Linked DNA regions of Sus scrofa: regions 1, 2 and 3 are each linked to region 4. A link is a contact called in public HiChIP or PLAC-seq data. All regions are on one chromosome and are shown on one strand. Each heading gives the region's core, a stretch centred on a gene start, on an enhancer-like site or on the middle of the called end of the contact. The rest is flanking DNA. Distances are from core to core; before and after follow the strand shown.

Region 1 (3,481 bases), core at 627-3,126, 230 kb after region 4:
TCAGATAAATGGGTTCGGTGGGTTCTGAAACTACCTTGTGAGACTGATTTATCCATGCATGGTGTATACATGAAAGTGTCTCAAGCTTTAGTTGTGAAATGAGGCTGGCTAAGGGTGGGGGAACCCCTTAGTTGGGTTTGGAGGTGGGGGGTTATCCAGCCACAGGAGCCTAAATTGTAGTGGGTAGGATAAGCCAAAACCAGAGGACACTTCTATGGAAATGTCTTGGTCATTTCATCATGAAAACATAACCAGTTCACTGCTCTGCTCCTTTACTAGTGGGGCAGAAACACAGATAAAAATAGCTAATATTTATTGGGTGTTGACTACTTGCCAGGCACAGTAATAACCCCTTAATGCTGTGTAGTGGGCAGAATAATGGCCCACAAAGACGCTTATGTCCCAGTCTGTAAAGGCTGTGACTAAGTTATGTTAGATAGCAATGGAGGAATTATGCGGTAGATGGAGTTAAGGTTACTAATCAGCTGACTGTGAGATGGTTTGATTATCCTGGATTATCTGCTGGGTCAGGGTGCAAGAGGCAGGAGTCAGTGTCAGAGAAGGAGATGCAATGGCAGGAGCAGAGGCTGGAACGATGTGATGTGAGAGCTCACCTAGCCATTACTGATTTTGAAGATGCATGGGGCCACGGTCCAAGGAACATGGGTAGCCTCTAGAAGCAGCTAACACATAGAAAAACACATTCTCCTCTAGGTCTTCCTGGCCCTTCTGACACCTTGATTTCAGCCCAGTGAAACCCATTTCAGACTTCTGACCTCCAGAACCATAAGATAAAAACTTTTTTTTTTTTTTTTTTAAGCCACTAACCTAGGGGTAAACAGCAATAGAAAACAAATACAGATTTTCTCACTCCCTCTTTACAACAGCCTCATCCGATGGGTACTTAATATAGCTGTTTTGCAAATGAATAGGCTAAGGCTTGGAGGGCTTGACTCATTTGACCCAGAGGTGAGTGGATGGCCTGATTTTGGAGCCACTTGGAGATGGTTTTGCTTCTTCCTTTCACAAATGAGAAGACTAGGCACGGAAATGTGTCCAAGTCACATGTGAGTTGGTGACAAAGCTCACTGTACCCCCATAAAAATGGGGGTAGACCAGCCTTTCACAAATACACATGTGCCCAGAAAGTCACTGGGAGTCCCATTAGGATGCAGGCTCCAACCAGCAGGTCTGGGCTGGGAGCCAGGTTGCTACATTTCCCAGCAGCCCCTGGGGGAGGCTGATGCTATTGGCCAGGGACTAGCAGAGCGGTCACTGCCCTTGTGCCTTGCGCTGGGGGTTCTGAGCAACCCAGAGCCATCAGAGAGCTTTGGGCATCGAGTGGAATGAGGGGGCACTAGGGAGGGAGACACAGGAGCAGACGCCCCACAGTTCTGTGGTGAATGAGGTTTAGGGTCTCGGAGGAAAAAGTCGGGGTTAAAGACAAGGATCTCACTCACAGGGCTCCTCTTGAGAATGACATCACCCACATGCGAAGATTATCGTTGTCATTTGAAAAGTCATTCGAAATGTGCTGGCCTGGCTCTGGCATCACGATGGCCTTTACTCTTTTATGGGACAACACCCACAGGTCAAGAACATCTTCCTACCGCAGAGAGAAAATAGCTCCATGTGACTGTGTGGGGAAAAGCAACATCCTCCATTCCCTGACATACATTTCATGTAAAGAAAAAAACCCCCTTTTTTTTTGGAGAAAAAGAGAATAAACTGCTTATGCTTTGAGAAACATGTCTGAAGCTTGATGGGATCAAAAAGCTCAAGGTCCTGCCCTTTCCTCTCCTCAGCCCCAGCACTGCTCCCCCGGTGGACTGCACCCTCAGGACAGAAGGGTGCTTCAGTCTGTAACCGCAGACGTGGTTCTTTGGGTCTTTGTGTTTCATTTTAAAAGAAATACACGCACCCCCATATGTGTGGGACATGCTGGGAGGGTCCCTGACCTTTTCCACTGTGACTGCAGAATTTCCATCTGTCTGTGGCTAGGGGAGCTGCCTGCAGGCTGGGAATGTTCTCTTTTCATTTTGAAACAACAGCCAGGCACGCGAGCAAGAAATAGCAGCTATCGTTTCAGACACAAGAACTCAGAGAGGAAGCAAATGTTTGGCTGACTGTTTCCCGGGGGTAGAGAGTAAAAAAATATTCCTCTGCATATTTACAGCGGCTCCAAAATGACAGGAATTTTTTTTTTTTCATTTACTCATTCAACTCAGCACTGTTGACCTCCAAAGCTACCTCACCTACAGGTTGAAAATGGAACTTTAAAGTGTTTCTAAATTAAGTTTTCTACAAACGTTCTTAGCTTTAGGGTTTGCTTCTGAAGGTGGAAAAAAATATGTTGGTTAGTTGTTCGGATCACCCCCCAAGCACTGCTCAGCCCTGTAAGTGCAGGGAGGTAGGGTGCTAGGATCTTTGCCTTCGTCAGGGTCCGGATGTTCAGAGCGTGGCCGGTCTGGACACCGAGCCCTTTAGCGGGGAGGACTCTGGCCACCCTGGGAACTTGACATTTTGGTGGTTTTCGCTTATCAGCATGGGAGAAGACGGGTGGTAAGAACACACCGCTTGGCAGTCAGACAAACCTTGCTAGTGTGTTATCTTGTCCAGGCCCCTAACATTCTTGGGTGACTTCACTATGGGCTTGTGTCCTTATCTGCAAAATACAAAAAATATACAAAAAAATAACACCTCCTCTTGAGATTATTGGGAAGATTAAAGGAGATAATATGAGTGGCACAAAGTAAGACCCTAAAAATGTTTGCTCCTCCAAGGGCCAGAAATACAGACTTTCAGGAATAATGTCTGTTTGGCTGTAGAAATGTATTATGTTACATTAATCTTCCTCATGATATGTTCCTTGGCCTACCAATAATATCATTTTTTTTTTTTTCTTTTCAGGGCTGCACTTGCGGCATATGGAGGAAGTTCCCAAGCTAGGGGTCTAATCAGAGCTACAGTTGCCCGCCACAGCATCCGATCCATGTCTGCGACCTACACCACAGCTCATGGCAATGCTAGATCCTTAACCCACAGAGCGAGGCCAGGGAGTGAACCCGCAATCTCATGGTTACTGGTCAGATTCATTTCCACTGCACCACAATGGGAACTCCGGGTAATATCAATTTTTATTTCTTTTGCACCTACAATTGATGGTGGGAGAGACGGATCCAAAGTTCGATTTGTGGCAATCCGTTGTGGTTACGATTACAGAATGCATGAATTCAGGCAAGATAAAGGAGGGATGGCTGTTTTTAGAAAAAAAAAAACCAATTAATTGATTACCCTGGTGATGTGGAACTAAGAGTCAACACCAGAAGGGACCTTCTTTGGTGCCTACTAGTAATTTTGGGGGACCAGGAGAGTTGGACTGGTTTTCCTTTCTTTCTTGCCTTCCATCAACACCCACCTCCCTACCTCCTCCCTTGCCTGCTGACAGAGAAAGGGCTTCCAGGGCAATACTCGTGGGATT
Region 2 (3,527 bases), core at 171-2,670, 180 kb after region 4:
AAAGCAGAGACTCCATAGAAATCCGGGTCAGACCTGCCTGCAGTTCTAAGAGGATCTCCTGGGAAAGGAGGGAGTGACTGTGACTCACTTAGGGGAAGGACATTGGAGGCAAAAGTCTTGGGAATAATCACCAGCATTAACGGTGGCCATTTTCAAAAAATGTGGCCCCATCCAACACGGCTGAGAAGTTCTGGGCCAAACAACAAACTGGGTGGGAACAGAGCCCCACTCAAGCGCAAAGAGGCTGCCTAAAAATCTCTCAGACACACAGTCACCTCTAATCACACCCAGAGACAAAGCCCCAACCACCAGAGGGTTAAGAATCAGCTCCACCTATCAGTGGGCAGGCACCCGTCTCTCCCATTAGGAAGCTTGCAGCAAGCCTGCATACTAACTTCAGCCACAAGGGAGGCAGACATAAGAAGCAAGAGAGGCTACAACCGTATTGTCTGCAAAAAGGAGACCACACTAAAAATCTACACAAAATAAAAAAGCAGAGAGGAGTTCCTATCGTGGCTCAGTGGTTTACAAACCCGATTAGCATCCATGAGGACTGGGGTTCGACCCTAGCCTTGCTCAGTGGGTTAAGGATCTGAAGTTGCCGTAAGCTGTGGTGTAGGTCACAGATGCAGCTAAAATCTCAGGTTGCAGTGGCTCTGGCATAGGTTGGCAGCTACAGCTCCAACTGGACCCCTAGCCTGGGAACCTCCATATGCCATGGGTACGGCCCAAAAAAGACAAAAGTAAATAAATAAATAGAAACAAAGGGCAGAGAATTAGAGTTTCAGATAAAGGAATAAGAAAAAAAATCCCAGAAAAAGATACAAAAAGATGCTCAACATCATTAATTAGGAGAGAAATGCAAGTTACAAGCACAATGAGGTAGCACCTCACGCCTATCAGAATGGCCACCATCAAAAAGTCTACAAACAACAAATCCTGGCGAGGGTATAAAGGGGAAGAACCCTTCTACACTGCTTGTGGGAATGCAACTGGTGCAGCCACTATGGAGAACAGCATGCAGATTCCCTAAAAGAAAACTTTAAAAATGAAAGAAAATGACAACAGCGGAAGAGGAGGACATGAGGTTCGCCTACTCCCACAAATACACTGAAATTCCATCTATATGTGGAACAATTCACAGAGAAAATTTTCTGAATGCCGACAAAAGACCCCAGGATTCTGACAGAACAAGAAAACTTCACAAAACTGAGCAGGACCGAAGAAAAAAGGAAAGAAAAAGAGAAATAAAGCAGGCCTGGACTCGTACCCCTAGGAAGCAGCTGGAAAAAGGAAAAACCCTCACCCCCTGGAAAGTACCCCACCAGCGAGGAAACCAGCCAGGACAGAGGGGGAACTCTGGAGGACCGGAGAAGAACACAACAACTGATGTAAAGCAGTTAAAGTGGAAGCATTCCTGTCACCGTCACTGGCCTGCATTTCCCAACCACAGGCTGGTGCAGCCAGCAGCCAGGAACTGAAACTCCAGCTTTGGAGATCAGACTCAGAGAGAGAGCTGGGTCTGGCTACACGGGGAAAAACTAGGATTAATAGCATGGAGACAGCCTGGAAGGACTAGAGTCTGGAAAGTCCACATCTGTGGCTGTAAGCTGAGGAAAGACGGTTGGACTTGGAAGATGTGCACCACTGCTGGGGGAGGCCTGGCAGGAAGGAGCAGGATCTACCACTGGAATCTTACCCTCTGCAAGTGCTCTCAGGCTGCAACACGCCAACTACTCCAGCTCCAGGATGTATCCTTGAGCAGCAGCTACTTAGCAATAGTTGGGGAGAAGCCCACAGCCCTTCAGGCTACAGAGAAAGTGGAGCAAGAATAGGGAACCCTTGGAGCAGGCAGAGGGAACTCGGGAATAACACAGGCCCCACGACAGCAGCCAGGCAGGGGAACACTGAAGCAATTGCTGCAAACAGTGCAGAAGGCTCAGGGAGTCATGCATGGCCTGGTATGTCGGCAAAGAGCCATGATCTGCATAGGGGGTGGCGAAAGTTATTTCGGAAACAGCACAAACCCTGGGCAATTGCAAGGGTCTGGGTCCTTCTGGGCAGTCAAAGAGCTGTGATCTGCCTAGGGGGCCAACAAAGTGAATTCGGAAACGGTGTGGATGGTTCCAGAGTCGCCAGGGGCCTTCCGGGTGGGCATAGAGTCACAATTTGCCTAGGGAGCAGAGAAAGTTATTTTGGAAACAGCACAAGTAATTCCGAGAGTCGCGAGGGGCCTGCTGGGTGGGCAGAGAGCTGCAAAAAGCCCACTGAACTGGCAAAGTTATTTCAGAAACACCACAAACAGTTCTGGGAGTCTCAAAGGCACAGTGAGCAGGCGGAGTGATCTCGAGAATAGCACAAGCTCCATGACCTCTGCCAACAATCAAGCAGGGCACTGCAGAAGCAGGGTTAAGTTGCACAGCTACTCAAAAGGGCTGAGAGGGCCCTGCTGGTGCACATTTTACTTTGCTGTGGCTACAGGAAGCACTCTGTTATCTGCCCAGTAAGGGAAGGGACTGCCAGAACACTGCAGGTCCTACAGCTACAGAGAGAGCTTTTGAGCAACATTTAGGGAGCAGCCCCCATCCTTAGGGCTACAGAGAAGACTCCCTAGACCAGCCAAACAAAGGGAGAGATTAAAGAAAGGCCCCTGCCCCCACTATAGGGAGCAGTCCCAAGGGGCTCCTTGACAAAGGGACGATCTAGAGGAGGGGCTGCTCAGGTGCCAACTACAGGACATCGTCCTGAGAGCTACCTAACAGCTAGACAGGTCTCAGGAGCCAGTGCTGCCCCCTGACCACAAAAGCAATCCTGTGAACCATCACCAACTCTCTCATAGGCCCCATTCCTAGCAGCCACCTGGCTCCAGAGGAGGTAGCATAATACCACTGCTCCTATCATGGGCTCTGAGAACACGTGAGCCACTACCACCCCGAGACCTCCAAGACTAGGCACCAGCTGCTGCGTCTACATACCTGCTGTCAAGGGGACAATAAATGCAGACAGTCAGACCTTACAAAACAAAGAAATAGCTTTCAGACAAAGAAACAAGACAAAAACACACAAAAAAACAAGTAAATAAAGAGGAGATAGGTAATCTAATTAAAAAAGAGTTCAGGGTGATGATAGTAAAGATGATCCAAGATCTCGGGGAAAAAATAGAGGCACAGATAGAGAAGTTACAAGAAATGTTTAACAAAGAGCTTAAAAGATTTAAAGAACAAGCAAACTAAGATGGATGACACAACATCTGAGATGAAAAACACACCAGAAGCAATCAACAGCGGGATAATGGAGGCAGAAGAATGAATAAGTGAGGTGGAAGACAGAATGACGGAAATCAATGCCAGAGGGGGAAAAAAAAGAAAATGAAAAGAACTGAAGAGCGTCTAAGAGACATCTGGGACAACATTAAATGTAACCACCAATACTACACCCAGCAAGGCTCTCATTCAGATTCAATGGAGAGAGCAAAAGCTTTTCAGACAAGAAAAAGCTAAGAGAATTCAGCACTTCCAAACCAGCTC
Region 3 (3,166 bases), core at 658-3,157, 200 kb after region 4:
GTGAGAGAGAAAATAATATTAGTGATTATACCTAAATCCAAATCCATCCCTGACTTCCCAGTTTTATAGGCCCACATGCTTTCTCTTCCATATTCCTGTCTCTCTCTTCCTGAAGTTAGTCTTGGGTTTCTGAACTTGCAAGAGACAGAATACAAACTGTCACCTCTCATTGCTTCTCTTTCAGAATCTACTCATACAAACCCTTAGTGAACAATGTAGAGTTTTCTGAATGTTTCAAAGAAAAAAAAGAGGAGGTTGATGAGGTATATCCACTGCACGCAGCCAGCAAACCCCAGTGGGGGCTTCTCGTCTCTGTTCCCATCCTGATGGAGGTGGTTCCTTCTGATTCTTTTACCTCGCAGCCTTCAGCCCCTTTGGTTGCTTCTGTTACGCAGAGCAATCTCGCTACCATCTTTAATCCAAGCATCTCTTTGAAGCTCTGATGTCTATTCTAGGTAGTTTTTCTTTAAAACTAATACCAAAGTATCCATTTTATTTTACATATTACCAGATCTCAAGCCTCTAATCCTTAAGGCTTAACTTTCTAGTCAAGTGAAATGAAGTCTGCAATTCACACCTCCTATGCCCAAGGCGAGCCACCAGCCACCAGCTGCCATAGGAGCAATGAAAGTGTTCACACACTTGTAAGTGAAGAGAGAGGGGTCAGAGACAAAGACACTTGGCCATTCCTTAGACCGAGCCTTTATCAGTTTACCGATTCAGCTGCATGGAAGGGTGAAATGGAGCACAACAGCCAAGAAAGGGCTACATCCATGCATTCACACCTTTTACTCTGCAGGGGTTCTGCCCAAGATTAAACACAACCCAGTCAATGTTTGGGAGTCAAGTTAGTATTCCCCCATTTGGAGGAGAAGAGGGGGAGGAAGGCAGTGTGGCAGAAGCTACTGGTTGTTGCCACAACATCAGTTCTTTTCTTCTCAGTAATAGACACCCCCACATTTAGATGGGTGTGAAGCACCTAGAATAGAAGCTACATTTACCAGCTGGCGTTGAAGCTAGATGCAGCATATGGCTAAGCTCTGGACAATGAGATGTAAGCATAAGATGGTGTGTGCAACTTCGGGAACGTGTCCTTAGAGGTGGAGGATATATCTTCTCTTCCACTTTTCCTCCTTCTCATTGGCCGGCATGTGGATGTGATGGCAGGATCTAGGGCAGCCTCTTGGACCACAAGATGGACGTCCCATTTGGAGGACGGCAGAGCAACAGATTAGAAGGAGACTGGGTGTCTGACAACTGGAGAGTTGCCAGCTTCTGTCTTCTTACAAACCATCTGCACATTGTAGCTGAACCTATTTTAACTGATGCCAGAGGAGATATCACCCCCTCTATTGAAATCATAGCAAGAAGGCCTTGAACTCTATGCTGAGCAGTTTAGATTTGGGGGTTATATATAATGGGGAACAAGTAATGGATTTTAGATTTGCAAACAAATAAAATTCGTTCACATTGGTGGCACTATTGTATTTTCCCTTAACGTCACTAAGGACTAGAGCACAACTTTTTAAAATTTCATGCATGGGTCACTAACCACATGAACAAAGAAAAGAAGAGGAACAACAGAGTAAGTTTGTCAATCTTAATTTTCACTTAAAACAATTTAGTATTCTAGGAAGTACATAGGACTTCCGAGAAAGGAGTGGAGAATGTTGAAATAAAATTTTTCAGTTGATACCATCTCTCTTTTTCTAGCTCTGGAGATTTTTTTTTCTTTTGCCTTCTGCATAAAATTATTTACTGTCTTCTCTTTGGATTAACAGCCAGTAATGGATCACCAAGAAAATCAGAAATAAACTGAAATCAAAGGAACTATAATGGTACAGTGGATATTTTAAATTTTGGGCTGCCCGGGGTCTATTTTCTTATGTAAAGCACTGTGGTTTCCCTTTTGGGGAACTGCTACTTTCAGTATGAGCAGAAAATCATATGATTGTCAACAAATTCTTTTGTTATCTTCAGAAAGACCTCAATTTTTTAGAAAACTTTCTAGTTATTGTTGCGAATAGATATTCTATCTTAAGGAAGTTGATGTTTACTTGAATGTGCTTGCAGTTATATCATACATCCTATAGCATGGCCTTTTCACTTAATATTTTGTTTTTGAGATTTACCCATGGCGAATCATCTCGATCTAGCTCACCTGGCTCCTATATAATACGGAGTTTTATAAATTTATTAAGTTGAACCATATCGAAATGGTTGAATCGCAGCAATTTCATATGGTTCCTATGGATCATATCACAATGATCTATTTTCCAATTGATGAACATTTAAGTTATTTTCAATATTTCATTATTGCAAGCACTGATGTGATGAAAACCCATTTACACATCTCCTAAGTACTGTGCAAAATTTTCTCTAGGTTATACACTGAAAATTAGAATTGCTGGATTTTAGGGCATGTGTAACTTCCGTTTTATCAGACAGTGCCCAGTTATTTCTCAAATCATTTGTTTGTATCAGTTTCCACTTGCCAACGCTGTACAAGAATTTCCTCATCCAGACCAACACGTGGTATCAGAAATCTTGCCAATCTGATGGGTCTGAAAAGATATACCCTTGTTTTAATTTGCATTGCCTTGATTACTGATCAGTTTGAACATCTTTTTGTACTCATATTCATGCATTTTTTGAACATACTCTTTATATCATTCCCAGTTAGCTAATGGTTATTTGACTTTTCCTCCCATTTTGTAGAAGTTTTTCATATAGTTTGACTATTGCATTATGGTTAGACGTGTTGTATCTTCTCTGAAGCACTGGCTTGTCTTTCAGAATCTTTTGTTTCGAAGAGGTTTTAAATTAGAAAATATTCAAATTTGACTGTATTTCCTTTATGACCTGTGATTTTCGAGTCTTGTATGGGAATTCATTCTACCCTGTGGTCACAAAGACATTATTCCACATTATCTCCTATAAATTTTCAAGGGTTAGTTTTCACATTTGAGTCTTTAATTCATCTGGAATTGAGCATGCATATGGTACAAGATGAAGGTCTAACCTTTTCCCTATGATAACATTCTGTTTCTGCATCATTTATTGAATAGCAATCTTGTCTACACAGAGTTGCGATGACATTTCCGTTATCTTCTAAATGTCCACACTTGCCAAGCTTCTTTTCTGTACTTCTTTTCCTGGTTAATTG
Region 4 (3,055 bases), core at 31-2,530:
ATATGTTCTTCCATTTAATGGTGTCTCACAGGCCCCTTAGTCTCTATTCTCTTTTCTTCCCTTTTTTTTTTTCTTCTTTCTGTTTCTTAGACTCAGTATATTGTCCTGTCTTCAAGTTTGTTGTTTCTTTCTTCTGCCTTCTCAGATCTATTATTGAATTTTCTAGTGAATTTTTCATTTTAGTTATGATACTTTCCAGACCCAGAATTTCTAGAGGTTTCTTTTTTAGGTGTTCTGTTTATTGATATTTACATTTTTTTGTACGCCATTTTCTTTTTTTTTTGTCTTTTTGTCTTTTTTTAGGGCCGCACCCATGGCACATGGAGGTTCCCAGGCTAGAGATCTAATCGGAGCTGTTGCCTCCAGCCCACACCACAGCCACAGCAACGCCAGATCCGAGCTGCGTCTGTGACCTATACCACAGCTCGTGACAATGCCGGATCCCCAACCCACTGAGCAAGGCCAGGTATCGAACCTGCAACCTCCTGGTTCCTAGTCGGATTCGTTAACCACTGCGCCACGATGGGAACTCCTGTACATCATTTCTTAACATGTCTTCTTTTAGTTCTTTTAGGATCTTAGTTTTCATCTAGAAAATCTGCCATTCAGTTCTTTTTCAGGGACACTTTCTTTTGGCCAACTTTTTTCCTTTAAAAGAACCATACTTTCTTGTTCTTTGTATGCTTTGGTTTTTAATTTTGTTGTTGTTGTTATTGAGAATTGGACAGTTGAATCTAATAATGTAAGTCCGGAAATGAGAATCTCCCCCCTTCTCTAGAGTTTGCTGTTTTTGGGTTTTATTTTTTGTTTTTGTTTGCTTTGGTCTTACTTGGTTTTGGTTGTTGTGCTGGGGATCAGCCTGTATAAACTTAAGGTTTCTCAGGTCTTTTCTGCGTCTTTGCCTTTCTTGGGTATGCACTGTGACTTGCTAATTTCCTTTATGTATGTGGTTGCTTTTTAGTGTCTTAGTCATCAACAACTGGCTCCCAAAACAGGAAAAAGAAAATAATGAAGAGTGGGAGGAAGGCAGTAACCTCTTCAATCTCCTGGAAATTGCTTTAACTAGAGAGAGAGGTGCTTGCAACAGTGTGGGAGGTGCAACAACAGTACCCCCCTCCTTTGTTTGCACTTCTGTGATGAGCAACAGTCAGTGATCAGAGCACAGGTCTGTGAAATTTGGAGAACAGGGTTGTTTTTTCCTCACTCTGGCTCTCGTAGGTTGTGTGCGGGCTGTTCTAGAAGCATGTGCCCAGTTGCCTGCCATGCGGGTGGCAGTTGGCCTTGAGTAGCTGCTACTGTGCTAAGAGCTGAAATTGGCAGAAATGGACTATAATTTACCTTCTCTGCCTTTCCCTGGAAGTTGCAAGCCTTTAATAGACTCCAAGGTTCTGGAATAGTTACATAGGACACATTCTGCCAGTGCAGTTGTTGTCTAGGTGGGGAGACATTTCTAGTGCTCGCCATTGTCTTCCCAGAATTCTCTCTTCATATGAATTTTGAGATCAGTTTGTCAGTTTCTTTTAGAAAGGCGGTTGAGATTTCAGTAGGGATTATGCTGACTCTGTAGATTAATTTGGAGAGTATTTCCATTTTAACAATATGCAGATACATGAGCATGAAATGTCTTTGATTTACTTAGATATTCCTTAATTTCTTTCAACAGTGTCTTTAGTTTTGAGAATATGTCTTAAAATTAAAAAAAAATATTCCTAAGTATTTTATTCTATTGATGCTATTATAAATGGAGTTCATTTTGGGTTTTTGGTTTATTTGACTTTTTGTATGACTTTTGTATGTCTATTTTATACCCTGAAAACTTGCCAAATTCATATTTTAGTTCAAACAGTTTTTTGGTGTATTCCTTAGGATTTTCTGTATACAAGATCATGTTGTCTGCAAATAGAGATAGTTTTACTTCTTCCTTTACAATCTGGATGCCTTTTATTTCTTTTTCTTCCCAAATTGTCCTGGACAGAACCTCCAAAACATTGTTATCTTTTTCTGTCCTTAGGGCGAGAACAGCTCAGACTTTTACCCTTACTTATCATGTGGACTTTTTTTTTTTCTTTTTTATGGCTGCACTTGTGACATATGGAAGTTCCCAGGCCAGGGGTCGAATCAGAGCTGCAGCTGAGGCCTATGCCACAGCCACAGTAATACCAGATCTGAGCTATGTTGATGTAGGCCACAGCGTGCCGCAACACCAGATCCTTAACCCATGAGCGAGGCCAGGGATAGAACCCCCGTCCTCACAGAGACAACATTGGGTCCTTAACCTGCTGAACCACAACAGGATCTCCCTGATGTGGACTTTTTGTAGATGCCTTTTGTCAGGTTGAGGAAGTTCCCTTTTATTCCTTTTGAGTGTTTTGCCAAATGATTTTGGATTTTGTCAAATGATTTTTCAGTGTCTCTTGAGACAATTACATGTTTTTTCTCCTTCCTGATACAGTGTTTTACATTAAGTTAAGATTTTAAAACTGTATTGCATTTCTAGGATAAGTCTCACTTGGTCATAGTGTATAATTCTTTTTATATGTTTGTGAATTTGGTTTCCTAGTACTTTGTTGAGGATTTTTATGCACATGTTCATAAGATATTTTGGTCTCTATTCTTTTAATATTATTGTCTGATGTTAAGTGTCAGGGTACTACTGACATCTCACAGAATGAGTTGGAAATGTTTCCTCTTCTTAAGTATTTATGGAGCAATTTGATGAACTGATATTTATTCTACTTTAAATGTTTCACCAGTGAAATCATCTGAGCCTGGACTTTTCCCTGTGTAGACGTTTTAAAATTATTAATCCAGTCTCTTGACTTGTTATAGGTCTATTCAGATTGTCAATATCTTCTTGAGTTGGTTTTGGTAGTTTTTATCCCCTTAGGAATTTGTTCATTTCACCTACCTTATCTAATTTGTCAGCATGCAGTGGTTCATAGCATTTCCGTTATAATTTTATTTCTGTAAGATTGGTCTTAATGTCCTTATTTCATTCCTAATTTTAGCTAATTTGAGTCTTTTTTTCTTGATCAATCTAACTAAAAGTGTCCCT

The links. HiChIP or PLAC-seq counts read pairs in DNA pulled down with a chosen protein or histone mark.
Region 1: an H3K27ac HiChIP or PLAC-seq map of alveolar macrophages shows a contact between it and region 4. The contact joins two enhancer-like sites. A contact is called at or near these places in 2 of 5 promoter capture datasets (fetal liver and liver), 8 of 47 Hi-C or Micro-C datasets (embryonic fibroblasts, fetal skeletal muscle, liver and 3 more) and 1 of 2 datasets of contacts at active chromatin or transcription factors (alveolar macrophages).
Region 2: a contact with region 4 is called in an H3K27ac HiChIP or PLAC-seq map of alveolar macrophages. The contact joins two enhancer-like sites.
Region 3: a contact with region 4 is called in an H3K27ac HiChIP or PLAC-seq map of alveolar macrophages. The contact joins two enhancer-like sites. A contact is called at or near these places in 2 of 5 promoter capture datasets (fetal liver and liver) and 2 of 2 datasets of contacts at active chromatin or transcription factors (alveolar macrophages and skeletal muscle).

Annotation. Positions count from the first base shown.
Region 1 is chr11:19,072,091-19,075,571 of Sscrofa11.1, reverse strand. It overlaps LOC106510651 (a long non-coding RNA gene), which reads left to right. Exons shown (of 3, transcript XR_002336553.1): 3 at 1-2,966. Among named protein-coding and RNA genes, the nearest start is that of RCBTB2, 8.0 kb to the left of the region's middle. Within about 2 kb of position 1,876, at least 28 of the 83 cell types and tissues checked have an H3K27ac peak or open chromatin away from gene starts, as enhancers often do. A contact at or near this core is called in alveolar macrophages, where this site is marked.
Region 2 is chr11:19,117,299-19,120,825 of Sscrofa11.1, reverse strand. All of the region lies in intron 3 of RCBTB2 (RCC1 and BTB domain-containing protein 2), which reads right to left. Among named protein-coding and RNA genes, the nearest start is that of RCBTB2, 37 kb to the right of the region's middle. Within about 2 kb of position 1,420, at least 39 of the 83 cell types and tissues checked have an H3K27ac peak or open chromatin away from gene starts, as enhancers often do. A contact at or near this core is called in alveolar macrophages, where this site is marked.
Region 3 is chr11:19,093,647-19,096,812 of Sscrofa11.1, reverse strand. The region is part of intron 1 of RCBTB2 (RCC1 and BTB domain-containing protein 2); the gene reads right to left. Among named protein-coding and RNA genes, the nearest start is that of RCBTB2, 13 kb to the right of the region's middle. Within about 2 kb of position 1,907, at least 1 of the 83 cell types and tissues checked has an H3K27ac peak or open chromatin away from gene starts, as enhancers often do. A contact at or near this core is called in alveolar macrophages, where this site is marked.
Region 4 is chr11:19,297,621-19,300,675 of Sscrofa11.1, reverse strand. All of the region lies in intron 2 of RB1 (RB transcriptional corepressor 1), which reads left to right. Among named protein-coding and RNA genes, the nearest start is that of RB1, 18 kb to the left of the region's middle. Within about 2 kb of position 1,280, at least 3 of the 83 cell types and tissues checked have an H3K27ac peak or open chromatin away from gene starts, as enhancers often do. A contact at or near this core is called in alveolar macrophages, where this site is marked.